Regions from separate parts of the Mus musculus genome. Here region 1 is linked to region 2. The links are chromatin contacts, called in public Hi-C maps. All regions are on one chromosome and are shown on one strand. Each heading gives the region's core, a stretch centred on a gene start, on an enhancer-like site or on the middle of the called end of the contact. The rest is flanking DNA. Distances are from core to core; before and after follow the strand shown.

Evidence for each region. Hi-C and Micro-C count contacts between places; a contact is called where the count stands out from the background.
Region 1: a contact with region 2 is called in a Hi-C map of adipose-derived mesenchymal stem cells, with 2.7 times the contacts expected there. The contact joins the promoter of Itgbl1 here to the enhancer-like site in region 2. A contact is called at or near these places in 2 of 39 promoter capture datasets (the 3T3-L1 cell line and embryonic stem cells), 1 of 15 datasets of contacts at CTCF or cohesin (the NIH/3T3 cell line), 13 of 484 Hi-C or Micro-C datasets (adipose-derived mesenchymal stem cells, embryonic fibroblasts, embryonic stem cells and 3 more), 3 of 115 datasets of contacts at active chromatin or transcription factors (embryonic stem cells, heart atrium and pancreatic cancer cells) and 3 of 9 other capture datasets (adipose tissue, embryonic stem cells and pancreatic islet).

Annotation. Positions count from the first base shown.
Region 1 is chr14:123,657,686-123,663,172 of GRCm38.p6, forward strand. Itgbl1 (integrin, beta-like 1) reads left to right here and starts at 2,455. Exons shown (of 11, transcript NM_145467.2): 1 at 2,455-2,721; 2 at 3,606-3,823. The coding sequence starts at 2,624.
Region 2 is chr14:123,527,706-123,533,629 of GRCm38.p6, forward strand. All of the region lies in intron 7 of Nalcn (sodium leak channel, non-selective), which reads right to left. Among named protein-coding and RNA genes, the nearest start is that of Nalcn, 96 kb to the right of the region's middle. Within about 2 kb of position 3,431, at least 77 of the 459 cell types and tissues checked have an H3K27ac peak or open chromatin away from gene starts, as enhancers often do. A contact at or near this core is called in the NIH/3T3 cell line, adipose tissue, adipose-derived mesenchymal stem cells and 3 more, where this site is marked.

The DNA.
Region 1 (5,487 bases), core at 1,205-3,704, 130 kb after region 2:
CTGAGAATCTATCTTAAAAAAATAAAACACAATAAGGGATGGAGATGTAGCCCAGTGGTAGAGCTTTTGCATAGCATGCTTAAAGCTTTAAGTTCAATCATATATATCCTCATTCTTTGGTTCAAATAAATTTCTTGGGATATTATTTAAATATACTTCATGGTTCAGTTGAACTGGGAGAAGAGCCTAGAAATGTGTATTTCTAATAACGCACACACACACACACACACACACACACACACACACACACACACGAATGCTACATTGAATGAGGGTGAGAAAACAGTAGCCTCAAAACAGCATTTTAATCCACAAAGTAAATATTCAAAATGTTCAAAAATCAGTTCTCCATTTAAAAATGAGTCTTTTTCCCCCTGGTGGGGGGTAGGGAAGCAAAGAGGATAAATAGTACATGCTTCATATTAAAGCTTCTTGTTTTCACTGCAATTTCCTACTCAAGCTTTGAGATAGATGCTTCTCTGTTATTTCATCTTCCCTTCATCTCCAGGGTTCCCTGATGTTTACAGGAAAGCCCATCCACTTGTCTCCATTGTCTTAGGTATGGGTGGGAAGGAATGTAATGCTAACGCCCATGCTGGGAATGGGAAGACCACTGCTATATCGAGACACCCTTAGCCCCAGCCTTGTGTCCTATACATTGCAAGGCATCTCTTTTTCTTTGGTGAAAGCTGATTTCTTGCCGCACCACCGATTCAGTTGGTTTGATGAAGAAGCCCGAAGATGCACATTTCAAGCAAGTTTCCAGGTGGTGCTGATGCTGCTGATCCATGGACCCCACTTGGGAACCAGATTCCCATTCTGTCTCTCAACCACTGAACTCCCCTATCAGCCTCTCTTTAAAACAATCCTTCTCTACGAGATGAGCAGGTCATTTGGTGCAGGGAACCTGCCAACTTGGAACTCAGACTTTTCTTTCTGGGTCATACTCTGGTATGAATATCTCAGAATTCTCTCCTCAGAAAGCCTCTAATAGTACTCCATGTACTGTATACCTATTACAAGTCTATCCCCTGATGGACCTAAGGACTGATAAACGTCAACTCTTTACTGGTGTCCATGCAAAGCTCTTCTTGGTACAGATCTAAGCAAAGAGAGAAACACAAACGTGGTCAAGGGCACTTCTGTTCCTGCTTGCTCTAGCAGCCAGTATTGGGATGTATTGTACCTTTATCCACTTTCGGAAATGCCAGAGGAAATTCTTCCCTGCAGGAGCTTGTGTCTAACTTGAAAGCTTACAAAGCCATGTGTCCTATACATTGATTCCAGGGATCATCAACATCAGAAGACGCCTTTACATATAAAGTGTTCTTCAAGACTTTCCTCCATCTGCACACTCTCCCAGATGGCCATACGGTGTGGGTGACTCTGAGTGAACGCTGAGGTCCTACATGAGTCCCAGTGAATCATCAGTTCATATCTTTGATCTCAGGTTTTATCTTTAAAGTAGCGATAAAATAAAATTGCATCTCTTTTCTCTTCCACCCCCACATTTATCATCGAGGTTAAATCTTCCTTCTTTAGCCTTTCAGCTCAGCTCCTCCCTTCTTAGTTGTGATTGTTACCTGCATCTAATCAGGAAGTAATTTTCCATTGCAATCCCTGGTCCTCTGGAATTGGTGTTTTTGTTTTGATTGACAGTTTACCAGTCCTCTGCCTTCCTGAAAAGGAAGATGTCCCCTTTGTCCTTTGTATGCCTCTTCCATCTGGCACAGAGTCTGGTGCCTGATAGAAGTGTAATTAGCAAAACAATGTGTGATCATTCTCACAATCAGAATTAATATCAGAGGCTGGCGCTGAGTAGGTGACTAAAAAACACTGCTGATTTATTTTTTTTTTTTTTTAGTGCAAATCACACTTTAAACATATATTTTATTTTGTTTCTGCCTACTGAAATCACAGGAAAGAATAGCGTGGATTTGGAACAACTTTAATTTGGACTGTCCAAGTCAAGAAAAAAAAATGTGGCTGCGATAAGAAACTGGCCTGAATAACTGGAAGAAAAAAATACACCTTTTAGACATTTAGGGAATAAAATACCCATGGTTAAAGACAAAGCTTAATAAATACAAAGTTGTGATTGCCAGCTTTGTTCATTTGCATCTCTCAAGCCGCCAATGGGGCTTCTTTTAATACTGCTGGTGGAGGCGATTCCTTTCCGTGTTTACCATAGCCCTCCCCTTCCTTTTCACAATTCAGGAATTATTTTAACGGTGCCTTTCCAATCAGCCAGTCCAAATATCCTCTTGTTAAATATTTCGGGGGCCTGTACTTGAAGAAAGACAAGATTTTCTCAAATCTGTGAACAGGACACTTTTTTAAAATGTCAAAATAAACCATCTGCTTGTACAACTGTTTCTAATTACTTCCCTGCCTAGACTCTCCACTGGAGGAGTTTGGCACCCGCACCCCGCCCAAAGCGGATCCACTGCCCAAGTCTTCGCAGGCAACTGAGCTTCCAGGAGGAGCCCAGAACCTGTGAGCTCCGCTATCCCAAGTCCTTCTGCCTGGACATCTGCTGGTGACACTTCCTCCTGCTGCCTCGGGTGGAAGCCCCACCTAGCAGCAGTGCAGCTGGTCTGCCCTCCCTCCTGCAGAGCTCAGCATGCATCCTCCAGGCTTCAGGAACTTCTTGTTGCTGGTGTCCTCCCTTCTCTTCATTGGGCTGTCAGCTGCTCCTCAAAGCTTCTTACCATCTCTGAGGTAAGTTTGGTTTATTGTTGTTTGAGACACACCTGCCCTGCCGTGGGTAGCAGAATTCAAGCTTACAGATGACTGTCACAAGCCAAGAGCAGTTACTAAGTGGGACGTTAGATTAACAGTTTTCAACCTGTTCTGCCTTTTCTTTCCTTATATCTAACTTTAATGTTGCTTCATAATCTGTTCATTCACTTTTCCTTTGGAAAATTACTCATTGAATAAAGCGGATATCATTTCTCCCCCTGCAAATACATGTTAGGGTTTTTTTGTTTTTGTCGTTACTTTTACTTACCTCAAGTCAAAGATGTACTTATGCACACTTGTCTGATCCCATAGCCTGTAAGGCAGTCTTCTTTCCACTTTTTAATATAGCACCCGCTTGATGGCCCTGTCACACCTTGCATTGCATTTTGAAAAAGGCAACAAGTTCCATTCCAACTTTTAAAACATAGACTACTTAATGTCTGCTTCAAGTATAATTTAAAAGCATTACTTCCTACCATATGTATGATACATTAAACTTTTTCTATACATTCCTCTCTTTATTTTTACCAAGTAATCTCCCTCTAGCTATTAGATAGCAATGAGCGCTTTTTAAAGAGAAAGAACAAAAAGCCAGCCAAGGATCATACTTCAGACTAATTTGCATTTAATCAAAATGTGCATTTAAGATTCAGTGGCAATCCGCCAAGGAGCAAGAGGCCGTCGCCTCTGTCTACTGGAAGGTGCTATTTTTAGTCGTGTTTAAAACAACCTTTCAGAGGCTTGCTTGGCCCACAGAGAAATGAGGCTGCAGGCCTCTTCTCCACCGAGTGTGGGCTGGGAGTAGAAGGGGCGGGGTCTGTGTCTGACTGTGGCCTAGCTGTGGCCTTTCTTATCTCCTGCAGAAGCCTGTCGGGCGCCCCCTGCAGGCTGTCCCGGGCAGAGTCCGAACGCAGATGTCGTGCACCTGGGCAGCCCCCAGGGAGCGCTCTGTGCCATGACCGTGGCCGGTGCGAGTGTGGGGTCTGCATCTGTCACGTGACCGAACCTGGCACCTACTTCGGTCCACTGTGTGAGTGCCATGAGTGGATATGCGAGACCTACGACGGGAAAACCTGTGCAGGTAATGCAGAGGCGCTGTTTGTTCCCTAGGGAGTCACCTGCATCCAGTTATTACTATCAGAGGTCATGCTTCTATGAATTTTTGGCATCATTTATTACAATATTTCTTTTCTTCTGGGACTCTCACTTAAGTGAAAACTATAAATATAAGCCTATATTATATGCTTATAAAATATAATAACAAACATATATGTATATATAAATATATTAGATATAAACATATATTGAAATATATATATAAATATGTATTATATATACATACTTACATTCTACATTTCACTTGCCTCTCCTGTGGCTCCTAATCATGGACTTGATTCTTCACAGCCTCACAACTAGAGTTACCTTGATGGACTCCCTTACCCCTCTCAGACATGTTACCTATCATATTTGAAGATTCTGATCCTCATTTTATAGACAATATAGGGAAGCAGGCAGGTTGCATCTTTGAGCTCTACTTTGCCTTTCATTTTTAGGGTGTGCTTCACAGAGAGATAGAGAGGAACATATCTAAAACCATGATAGAAAAAAAATTACCAAGTCACATATTTACTTGGATACATTTTGTTTTAACTGCTTGGAATTCTGAGCTGTTGTTTGTCTTGCACACTTGTAAGCATAACTCTTTTTTTTTTCTTTGAAGATATAGTTCAAGTTCATCAGAAAGCATCACTGAAAAGGGTCAGAACCTTTAACTTCTTTAACAGTTTTGTGTAACTGGGCCATTTAACTGTGGCTATGAGCCTGCCTCAGTTAATTTATCCTGACCAATACAGGAACCTCACTAGCAAAGCCAGAATGATATGTGCCAAACTGGGCTTGGCTGATGAGTAGGAAAACAAAGCAAGTTATTTTACCCTTGAGTCTGCTAGAACTAAGGTGTCCAACAATAACATCAAGAGATCAAAACTAAATTTATAGCAGCAATGTTTTCCCTCTGAACCTGGACCTAAGAGTACACTGGGAGAGTTCTAATAATTAGGTTGTATGAGACTTGAAAAAGTGATACTGGAAGGTTCTCAGAGGAGCATGGGTGCTTCTAGGTGGCTTGTCTGTGAGATCTCGTGAGTGCTGTGACTCAGCCCTGGTCATAGAACTACAATAGCTTCAAGCTTGAATCATTAGGAGTGTCTCCTTGGAATGAAAGCAAAGCTTTATCTGCATTTCATTCCAAATTCAACAATCACCCAGTCTGTAACCATACTTTTGGATACTTTATTGGGTTCTTTTTAATCTACCTTCCTACTCCACCCTTATCCTTTCCAACATCCCAACACTAGGCAGGAGAAAAAGAAGGATAAAGGAGAAACAGAGCATTCCTGCTGATTAGAGGCATCTAGTTCCTTGGGGCAAGTTTGAACTTTGTTGTCAGGATATCCAATTTCTCCTACTTATTTCTTTGCTTACAGCCACATCGACACTGGAGCAGCAACATCCTCTCTCAGGGGTCTGGCATTTTTGGACCCTCTGAAGAGTCCCCAGAATTTCAAATGTAATCTATCTTCAGATGGTAAAATCATGCCCCTTCCTGAGCATGCAACAAATCATAGGTATCTGCTATGATCAGTCTGAAGCATTCCCATATCCCATACCTGGAATTAAAACAAAAACATATTCCCAAAACATTTTTGTGTTTTTAAAGAGAGCAAAATTCTCATTATACCAGCC
Region 2 (5,924 bases), core at 2,181-4,680:
TGCTTGTGTGTGACTGTGGTGGCACACACCTTTAATCCCAGCATTTGAGAGGCAGAGACAGGCAGATTTCTGAGTTCAAGGCCAGCCTGGTTTCAGGACTACACAGAGAAACCCGTTTCGAAAAACAAAACAGAGAGAAGGAGAGGGAGAGAGGGAGAGGGAGAGGGAGAGGGAGAGGGAGAGGGAGAGGGAGAGGGAGAGGGAGAGGGAGAGGGAGAGGGAGAGGGAGAGGGAGAGGGAGAATGCTTGTGAAATATGCACAAGGACTTGAATTTAATTGCCAACATTGGGGGGGGGGGCGTAGCGAGTTTAATTAAAAACTAAAAAGAAAATTTATATCATTTGAATAAAGTAAGTGGTATAAAATTTATACAACTCAATTATAATAATTGTGGTTTTGTCTTTGACTCAGTATGAGGCACTGATATTTTCATGGACAAACACAGAATAGATTAACTATAAGTCCATGTTCCTGGAAGCATGATAATGTTCTGTGCAAATGTTATTCGCACCCTCTCAGCACAGGGACATTCTGTTCTCTTCAAAACCCAAACAGCCACAAGCTGATGTGCAGCAAAGTGGCTGCTTCCCTAATTCCACTTTAACTTTATTATAACTTGGAACTCAAGCACACTTGTTGGTGATAAAAATCTATACTTGAATTTACTTTTTCTGTGAGGTGAACTTTCAGTGTCCCACCCTTGATTTATCTGCCTGTGTGCGATGTCTTCACTCATCCAGATTCCGCCACAGTCTTAAACAATATTTCAGCCCATGGTCACGATATGAGTTACTTTCTATCATACTGTTTCCCCCTATCTAGCTGTTCTCTCCTTACTTCAGCATTTGTTGGTGTGTGTGTGTGTGTCCGTTGTTGTTGGGTTGATGAAGATATTTGGATGTATGTACATATGTTTATATGGAGGTTCATGCATCTCTGCAAGGGTGTGTGTCTGCCATATAGTGATACTAGAAAATTTCCTATATTGCTCTGCTCTCCACTTTACTCTTTAAACCTGATTTTGGTGATTAATGATTGGCTAGGCTAGCTGGTCAGTGACTTCTGGAGTCTGCCTGTCTCTGCCTGCCAGCAGCACTGTGTGCATGGTGGGTGACAACTGCCTATAACCCCAATTCTAGGGGTCTAACATACCCTTCTGGGCTTTTCACTTATGCACACTATGAACAAAATACAATTATAAGTCTAATGTTTCTGACCTTTACTTAGTTTCTAGATGATAACACAACTGTGTCTCACTATTGAAATCAATAAATCTCCTGAAACCTCTTATTCTGCAGTAGTACAATTTTGAAATAAAATTAAAGAGTATGTAGAAAATGAATATTTATGTTTACATATATTTTCTAAGCTAAAAATCTTATAGGTAATAGCACTGTTACTTGGAATATATTCATTTAGACATAGAAACTGATTAAAATTTCCCATTATGAGTAGAAAACACCTCTAGAAAGGAGAAGTGAGATCTTTAGTGGTTTTATTCACACATGGAAAAGAAGTGTTGACATGCTGGTATTGGCAGAGAAGTGTGGGTATTAAATTAGAACCATTCCAGAGATGTCAAAGTCATATGCCAATGTAAATACTTCCAGCTTTCTGTGCCTGGGTACTTTCCAGGTAGACTGAGAGCTTCCTATGGGTACAGAGTAATCCTTCTAGGCACCCCTCTGTTTGCCTTTGAGGAGCAGTGGTTTCAGATCAAAGGGGCTTCTTAAGGCTTATTTTCTGACTTAATGAGACCACACTTACCACAACTCATGTTCTGTTCCCTTCCCTAACACTCCAAGTGTCCATGATTTCATATCCATATGATGTTGGACCAACCAATGCTGGCCTTGGAGTTAGACTCTCCTGGGAAATCATGGCATTTTTTTGGCTACCACACAACATTAAATCACTATTAATTAGAAGCTCTTATGTTTTCTCAAAGAGCAAGGAGTACAGACAGTTCCAGAAGCACAGTTACTTTTAGTATTTCAGCTTTGAAATTTTTGAAAGGTTTACTAGGAACTGGTAAACAAACAAACAAACAAACAGACAGACAGACAGACAAAGAAGCCAGGACTTTATAGTTACAATGTGAGAATTTCATTGCAAATTCAAAAACTAGAACTGGGTATTTGAACACCTTTGATTAAAATGAGAGCTTTAAGGTAAAGAGTGTAAGGGCATGGTCCTCTCCTTACCCCTAGTCAGCTTGGCCACAATGCTAAGAATATCAATAGCATAGGAATTTAAAAAGGCCCCACTAGCAGCAAGGCTCAATCCTGCTAAGATTCTGCTGGTTGACCCAAGAAGAACATTAGCAAGCCATTTGATGTTTCTGTCTACAAATAACTTTTGCTCCATGTACTTAAGCATTTATCTGTGTTTCTGCTAGATCCTCTAACAAAGTATTTGAGAACACTATATATAAAGCAGTGAGTTAGGTGGAACAGGAGTTAAAGAGAATGAAAACTTGACTCATTCCAGGAATTTGCTTCAAGTGTCTATTATATCACAGCAAATAAATTCTGAGCCAAAGAGCTCTGAGCAACTCTTATTCTTAGAATGAAGTGCCTTTCTATAGCCTCATTAGGCATGTTAGCAAAACTATTGTAACACACCAGAGACAATCTGGCCAGCAATGCTACCTTCTTAGCAAGTGTTTGCCTGAGGACCCTAAAGAGCCATCAGGTATTTGCAGAGTGGCTGATGAGATGACATGAACTTTTTATTACTGCTCAAGAGGGCAGCAGAAAATCATAAAAATCACTCCCTGAAATGATAGTTAAGTTCAACACACACACAGAGAGATGACAGATGAGGCACTTACTTAAATCTTTAATGGTATTTTTTATTAACTAGTTATTCAACAGGTATAACTCATTCTTCTCCATCAATGTAGGCTTTTCAATTTTTTTGTATTGTGTGTGTGTGTGTCTGCCTGTCAGTATTGTACCTTACAAATCAATTTTTAAATCAGTTGCTTGATCTGTAACAACCACTATTTAAAAATACAAGAAAATGTTTGCAGTGTCTTACTGGAAAGATTACTAATACTAATTTCTGATGTACTGACAGAAAAGGTCTAATGAGCCTGTATTCCAAATTCATTCAATGAAATTAGCAAAGAGAGCACCTTAACTTCCATATCTACTAAGGAAATAGAACCAAATGTTTGTCAAAACTATTGTCTGGTCACTATGTTCACATCCTGCCTTCTTAACACTGATGGATATTTAGCAATTACGTTCCTAATGTGGCAAGTGCATCTTCTAATTCTCTTAAACTTAAATGCATTTGCTACTGCTGTATGGGCACAGATCAAATACCCAGCAATGAGTTAGTAAAGTTTAAAGGGTCATGGGATACTCTTGCTTGAGGCCATGCTTGCCTTAGGTTTTGTCTTGAGTCATACGGGATCATGAATGTATCACAGAAAACAATTAACTAACTTATACCTTAGGATAAAAGACCGGAGGTAGTCTGGGCTCCATTCAATCATATCAAACCAGGATATTTCCTGGCAGTGAATTCGAGTTGGAATGTTCTGACAGATACCAATAAAAGAACTATTGTTCTTTTAAAATGCAGGACCTTTCTAGGCTTTGATTCTGTATCAATATCCTGAAAATCCACTCACACTAGCCTTTTGTTTTAAAACAAAGCAAGTGTGGCTCACAAATCTGAGCCACATCCCTGAGTTGGCCCAGGAGGGCAAGCCTGCAGCCATGTTGCAATGACTCATGCTTGTTTTCACAGACAGCCTCTCCTCACCCTGCCACGAATGCCTGGAACTTCTGAGTTTCCTGGCTTGGTTTTGAGGAATTTGAACAAATTCCTGTCTGGTACATTTTGGGAAAGCAAAATTCTGCTTTTAAAAGTAGATAGACTAGGCCAAGGAGAGACAAAAGCAGGGAGGGGAAATTCCTCTCTGTGCTTTTGGATCAGGGTCCAAAAGTTATTTTGTGTTCCTTCTGGGGGAATATTTATCTGCCCTCTATTCTTTCTGTGGTGCAAAGAGTCCTAACAAGACAGTATGAAAGAGTTTTAGCTATCCCCTGAATTTTCACCAACTCTCCAGATTTAAAACTTAAAACAGCAAGATTTTTCTTTCATCAATCTGTTGGACGAGTCAAAACAACATAAAATTGAAAACTAATTCTTATTTAGTTTTGGATAGAACTTTTGGGGATACAGTAGCAGCCACTAGAATTCTGATTATTTTATTGTATTCTGTAATGCAAGTACAGGTACTTGAGAAGTAGAATATTAAACAAGGAAAATATTTTGTAAAAATACATTGTCTGTGATTTTGATAAAGTAGCACTTTTTGAAACACATTTGTAATTGATTTTGTCATGTCTTATGAATTTAAAGCTAGAAGAGACCTTTGCTTCTATATCCCTTGAATATTTGTTTATACCTTACTGTTTGGCAGGTGGCTGCTCAGGTTGGCATTACATAAATTTTGACATCTCCTGTATAATGATAGCATTGAGACAAACTTCTTCCTTATGTGAAAATTTTAAGAGCCAAATACATAAATGATTTTTCATAACCAATTTCCCTCCTAGCAGCTGGAGAGAGCAACACTGCAGAGACTTGAAAACTATGCCAGAGGATGGTACAGCTGCCGCATAAGTTGAGTTGCTAGGGCAGAGCTCAGCCATCTATATTGCCCAGGTCGGTGGATCTCAACTACTACATAGCCTGATAGTCAAAGTAGTTTATGGCTATGGTTCAGTCCTCTCCAAAGGCTGATCCTCATACAGATGTCAGTTGAGGGAAGGAGAAAGTAGTAGCCAAATCTAATATACTGTTATTTTAAAACCTCATATAAATATGTGGATCTGAATTGATAGTTCTAGAGAAAACTACAAGGCAAAATTCACAATGGCTTTCCATAAAAGAGCTACCTTTTACACACACACATACACACACACTCACTCTATTAGTCTTGCTGTAAGTTACCAGCAAGCCTAACCACAGGAATTCATATTCCATATAAACTCTTAACCCAAAAGATGATTTCTTATCACAAGTCTAAAATAACAATGCAATATTCACATGTTATATAAGGACCCACTTAAGATTTCTTGCAGTGTTAAAAAAAAGAGACACTTTAAACCTGAGATTGTTATTTTTCTAAAGATAATATTTTGGTTTCTTAACTAAGGCATGATTCAGTAATATGAACTGATAAATTATTTTTCAATAAGAGTTATAGTATGTCTCATTTCAAGGCTCTAAAACACTTGCCCAAGAAGTGTTATTTCTAACTGAAAAAAAAAGTTAACTTATAAATGAAATAGTTAGAATAATACATATGCAGACAAACAGGCAGTCAGACACACACCTGCTTTTACATACAAAATCCAAAAGTATTAAAGTAAAACAAAGCCACAGGAATTCACATACTTGGAAGAACCCTCAGGCCTGCAGCTTGTTATTCTAGGCAAGTGAATATGAGAAATATTTAGCGATGGAACAGAGTGTATTCTGACAAACCACTGAAAGTATTTGAGCTCACACACATGGTCATGAAGATGGAGGGAGAGCTTCTGGAGTTAACCACAGCTGATAGCAATGTGCTCATTGGTTGCTTCAGCTAACCAACCAATCAAGCTTCTTGTGTTTTTATTTTCAGAGGATTCCTGAAAGAGTTGATCTTTATTTTAAATAATACTACTTGACTTAAGTGTAATTCATAATCTGAAACTATTGGAAATTCGAGCATTTTATTTTTGTAGGAAATACCCTTTACTCAGCCACTACAGGCTTTTTGTTCTGACAAGACAAAGTGTCACTAACCATTGTTACACCAAAGTAAATAGCACTTCAAAAATGTGCCCATTTCATTATTAAATGGTGATTTTTGTTTTAAATAAACTCTGCCATCATATACAAAGAAGTAACTTTA